Regions from separate parts of the Zea mays genome. Here region 1 is linked to region 2. Evidence: chromatin contacts called from public Hi-C data. All regions are on one chromosome and are shown on one strand. Each heading gives the region's core, a stretch centred on a gene start, on an enhancer-like site or on the middle of the called end of the contact. The rest is flanking DNA. Distances are from core to core; before and after follow the strand shown.

Region 1 (2,722 bases), core at 124-2,623, 830 kb after region 2:
TGGATAGGTACTGTTCACTGTCCTGCGCCTCTAACGGGCGGCTCTGTTCTGCCGCGCACTGTTGCGCACTGTTCCTCTAAAACTTCAGCTTTTACAGTCGACCGTTGCGCGAAGGAGCCGTTGCTCCGTTGGTGAACCGGACAGTCCGGTGGCACACTGGACAGTCCGGTGAATTATAGCGAAGCACGCTCTGAGAAACCCGAGAGTTGAGAGTTGGACACTGTACGGTCCTGGTGCACCGGACAGTTCGATGCGCTAGACCAGGGCACACTCGGTTTCTTTGCTCCTTTGAATTTGAACACTTTCTTCAATCTTTTATTGGTTTATGTTGAACCTTTATGCACATGTATATCATATACTTTAGAGCAAACTAGTTAGTTCGATTATTTGTGTTGGGCATTCAATCACCAAAATTATTTATAGGAAAAGGTTAAACCATATTTCCCTTTCAGTTATCATGCCCTTGCTGGGGGTGAACTGCATTTCTTTGACTTACGGGCGTCTCCATACAACCATTGTAGGAGCTTCTTGAATTCTCCGAAACTGGGAAGCTTAGAGATCAAGGGGCAAAGAATATATAAGTTTACTGCTATTAGGAGTGTCTGAAGGCTAGGGACCCTAGATTTTAGGTATCCCTTATGGACGACAGTGCTCAAACAAACTTAAGTGTGAAAGTGTCCTGAATCTTAGAGTGTATCGAGGCTCTGGGAGCCTAGGGTTTTAGGCCATGTGTTTTGAGATGAGATGACTCAAATAACTTTACTCTTTCGGTGGGTTTGATATCAAGCTCGCAAGGATGGTGTGCCTCTATCGTTGTTAGATCCAAGGTAGGTCCTAAGTATAGGACCTCAGAAGCGTGTGTTCGGTAGTAGTTGGACCTTCGATGATTTCCTTCTATGTGATGCTTGGAGACATCTTTCCAATACCTATATGTATGCTTCAAACGATGACATATATAGTATTTTTAAAAATGATCATGATGTCTTATAACTAAATAATTTAGTACTTTAAGTATTAAAAATCTTTAATATTATAATATATGATGATTTTTTTGTAGTTATAATCACATATTTTCCGTATGTACATATTTACTAGATATTATAAAATTATCACCATAGTTATTTTCTACAAGTTTAAAAAAAAGGACCCGAGAAAAATGCTAGATAGGTCGGTCTAACTGGAATTGATTTGGTTACGAGTAGATTGAAAAGGACTAGAAAAAATTAAATTAATTAAATTCTTTTCTAATCAAAATTGAATAGAAGGATTTAATTACGTATAAAACTCTTCGATCTAGATCCAAGCGAACTGGGCCTAACAGGCCACGATGGCCCACGCTATTATCCACCATCTCATCCCCACGATCTCCGTTCATCTCATCTCAGATCGTCTCTCATCCAACCTGATCCCATTCACATCCCCTTCCGATTCTCCGTCGCCTGAGCGGCTGAGCCAACTTGCCAAGCCAAGCAAGCCAAGTCGTCGCCTCCCCGACCCAACGCCGCGACCCCCTTGCCCGTCCGCGACCGCTGCAGCACCTCGGATCCCGCCCCAATGGCAACAGCGTGTCCGCCGCTCTCGCTGCCGTCCACCTCCCTCTTCCGCGGCAGGTCCGCCCGCGCCGGGCCCAGACGCAGGCAGCTCACGGCCGTCCGCTGCAGCGCCGTCGGAGGTGAAGCTTCTTCTGTTCTGCTCACAGGTTGGGATGCTTGTGCTGAGAAGTTAATTTAGCTGCTCTTTCGACGTGATGGTGCTCCAGAGGCGGTAGTGGAGGAGGCCTCGCCCAGGACGGCGGAAGAGCCGCTGCTGGTGAGCGCAATCAGAGGGAGGAAGGTCGAGAGGCCACCCGTCTGGCTCATGAGGCAGGCCGGGAGGTACATGAAGGCAAGTTCACTTCCATTTTGTGACGATTTTATCTGTATGTCTGCTAAGCATTTTTGTAGTTAACATGCCAGTGCGCAGCTCGAGGAATGATCTTAAATTGGTTGGTAGTGTTATATAGTCATAGTCTCGAAAAGTGATCAACAATGTATCATGCATGTGAGACATAAGGAATTTAGCCAACATTCTTCATAGAAGGGAACATAAATGCTAAATGTTTGTAGGGTGCTGTGATGTAGGTTCCAGTGGCATGCGGAAAAGTGGACTAGTCAAGGGGGAACTATTAAAAGTCATCATCAAAACTCCCTGCAAAATCATTTTGCTATTTTAAATTGAATGCCGATTCCCGTTCACGCACAACAGACCTAGTGATTGCATGTTGATCTAAATGATCCTGGTACTGAGCTTGTTCGCCTTTTCAGAACCATTACAACTTTGTGTCTGTGACTCACGATTTATATAACAATGCCAAGTTAGCCATGTCTTTTTGAACCGGGATGGGTCTATGTTTCCTTTAAAGGCATGCTTTATTTGTGCAACCGATAGTGAACAACTGAACACCCATCCTTACTAACTTATTACCCTTCGTTTTTTTCTGCAGAGCTACCAATTGCTCTGCGAGCGGTATCCTTCGTTCCGTGAAAGATCAGAAAATGTCGACCTAGTTGTTGAGATCTCTTTGCAACCATGGAAGGTTTTCAAGCCTGATGGAGTAAGCTGCAGACTTTAGCTTTTTGTGTATGTTGTTTAAGGTCTCTGTTTAGAAATTTATCACAAAGCTTACACGGAGTATATGAATTTCAGATATTTCCCAATATCTGTTGGTCTTTGGTGTTGTGCT
Region 2 (2,854 bases), core at 134-2,633:
TCCGTGCATGCTTCCTATGTCCTCTCCGACTGCTCAGAAATGTTCTTCAAGTCCAGTGACCCAAACCTCCCCGTCGTCCACCTGCCACCTCCATGCCCACCGGCCAGCCTCTACAATTTTGGCAGGCGGCACCTCAAATCTTCCTACCCACCACTCACTGCCAGAACACCTTCCCGGATCTCCTTCTACAGCTGCCAGAACAGGTAAATAGACTATGTCCAGACTCTCTATCCTATTCCTTATCTCATTTCTATTTCAAACTCCACTCTGTAAACAGTGCAATCTACAGTACAAAACAATACTTTGCACGACCGTTTACACGGTCTGCTGGAGATGGCCTTAACCCCAAATCCCCAACCCAGTCTCAATTTCTAGTATATTTTTTGGTAAAATTTTGGTAACTTGTTGATATAAGATTTCAGTCACCTGGTGTGGAGTATAACTTCAGAGCAATGCATCACGTAAAGTTTATTTGTCAATTGTCAAGTTACATATGAATTAACAACCTGACAGTTAATAGGTGTTTGTATTGCCGAGCACGTTCATTTGACAAAGTTTTCTACCTGCTACTGCTCACTAAATTATAGAGCTAGTGTCAAGTGGATCATGGACGAAAACTTACTCAGCTAAACAGAAGACAACAACATACTAGGAGAACAATCAGGAGGTTATCAAAAACACGAGGTTCACAGCTGGGGGAACCAGACACCAACCTGAATATGCTGCCCGTCAGCCATTATAGACTCCGCACGAGCGGTCTCCCTCCTCGCCGGATTCTCGTGGTCACGAGTAGGGCAAATCTATTGAATACGGACGTCGGAGCGAATGGCCGAGACGATAGCGCGGCGAGCCCAGAGCCAGGACGAGACGTGGCTGCCTGCGACCCGGGAGTCCGAACGCTGGGGGCAGTAGCGGCTCCAGATAATTCCGAAGCCCCGGGCCAAACAAAAGGAAGGACGTTGTCTGCCACTGCTCCTCCCTGTCCCTGGCAGAATCGCCACTGTTCCTCCTTGTTCCTGGCAGAGCCGCAGAGTTGCAGTGGCCGCTGCCCGCTGGGGTGGGCCGGTGGCCGGTGGGGGGCGCCACCAAAGCCCGAAGGCCGGATGCCCAGACGCCGGCGGAGCCGCGGAGCGACGAAGGGAGAGCAGGACTGGGCGAGGGCGCGAGAGCGCGAGACGGCGCGCAGTGAGCGGCGAGCAACGCCGGAGGCCGCTGGCAGCTTGGGGCTGGGCCTTGGCGGGGCGCGGACCAGAGCCGCGGGCGAAGCTGCGAGGCGGCGGCCCGACGAGATGACGACGGCGAGCTCGAGCGCCCTGGCGGCGCGAGCGTGGACAGAAGGATGGAGCCGTGCGTGTGGCGTGGAGAGGGAAGATGCCAGGCTGGGAGTGTGAGAGCGTATTAAAGAAATATGACCTATTGGGCTAATGGGCTTAATGTACTTAGATGGGCCAATCCGCCGGGGGAGGGAGCAGTGTTGTTTCATGCGGGACAGCGGGAGATCGCCGAAAGAGACAGCGGACGTGGGCCGAGGGTTTACGGTTAATGAACTTATGGCTCAATGGGGGGCCGAGGGTTTATAGTTATAGCTTAATGGCTTTAAGATAAGAGTTATTTTACTTATACGAAATGATTTTTCTACAATAATACTCAAAACTAGAGCATGAGGCGTCCTTACAGGCGCCCCATTGTAGAACATACAGTTAGATATGACAATTGGCATGAAATATCCGTGTGTTTGCGGATAATAAACCTAATGGATGCGGATACGGGTAATTTTATATCCGCGGATAGGGATAAGGATATAATAATAGACCTAGAGGATATTTTTTTAGTGGCAAGAAAAAATAGTATCCACACCTGCATATTCGATAAACCCGCTCCATGAATCTGATATGTGGACCTATCTTAGAAAATATATGAAAATAGGGGTTCACTCCCTCCCACCCAGCTCCCAGCCTCTCACCCATCCGCACACTTGCACTCATCACCCATCCGCACACTTGCACTCATCAGGACTCAGGATTCCCATCCAGCTCCCAACCTCCCACCCAGCCGCACTTGTCGTTATTAGGACTCCCACCCAACCATCCTTGCTCCCCTCCCGCAAGGCCTACGGTGTGACTCTCGGTGGCCTGCGACTCCTAATGGCGGGCACATGGTGAGCTCGTGGGTTCCAGATCCAATAGTAAGCCGGCACCCTTGGGCCATTTCTAAGTTGTTTTGGTGATTAGCTAACCAACACACCACTATGGACTAACATTCTTCATATGAGCATGAGTTAGATCAAGCAATTGAAGATGTGAAGTCCATGTTTCTTGTGCCTTTGTTTGGCTACTAACTTCTTTGTGCAAGTAAAGTGGCATTTGGACTTAGTTTGAGCATATTGCAAACCATTATGAAATGAAGTGTTAAAGGTATTATTCTAGCTCTTAGTCAATTGTTTTGTTGCTAACTATATTTGTTTAAGTGCTAGGAATCATCACAAAAAGAGTCAAAAGAAGTGAAGAAGTTTGGCTCAAAGAACCAAAGTTGTGGAAAACTGGGCATCACAGACAGTCCGGTGTGCATCAGACATGTCTGGTGCTGGCCTGGTCAGCTCGCCCAACTGGCTGCTCTTGGGTTTTTGCTCGGGCATGCTGGCTAAAATTCACCGGACAATCTGATGTGCACCGGACATGTCTAGTGGGTCAGGCAGCCAACGGCTCTTCGCCCGCGCCAACGATCGACACCGTAATAGTCGTCGGCCACGTTAGTACGACAACGGTCGAGAGAGTCACCGGACAGTCTGGTGCCGACCTGAAAAGGAAGGTAACCAATTAGATGATCATGTTACTGTTGCAGGCTAGAGTGCCTG

The links. Hi-C and Micro-C count contacts between places; a contact is called where the count stands out from the background.
Region 1: a Hi-C map of bundle sheath shows a contact between it and region 2, with 3 times the contacts expected there. The contact joins the promoter of LOC542606 here to the promoter of LOC100279825 in region 2. A contact is called at or near these places in 4 of 25 Hi-C or Micro-C datasets (bundle sheath, ear, endosperm and 1 more).

The regions. Positions count from the first base shown.
Region 1 is chr1:56,676,423-56,679,144 of Zm-B73-REFERENCE-NAM-5.0, forward strand. LOC542606 (lesion22) reads left to right here and starts at 1,374. Exons shown (of 6, transcript NM_001112140.2): 1 at 1,374-1,672; 2 at 1,760-1,884; 3 at 2,483-2,593. The coding sequence starts at 1,555.
Region 2 is chr1:55,849,390-55,852,243 of Zm-B73-REFERENCE-NAM-5.0, forward strand. It overlaps LOC100279825 (DNA-directed RNA polymerase I subunit 1), which reads right to left and starts at 1,384. Exons shown (of 21, transcript XM_008657145.3): 1 at 714-1,384. The coding sequence starts at 737.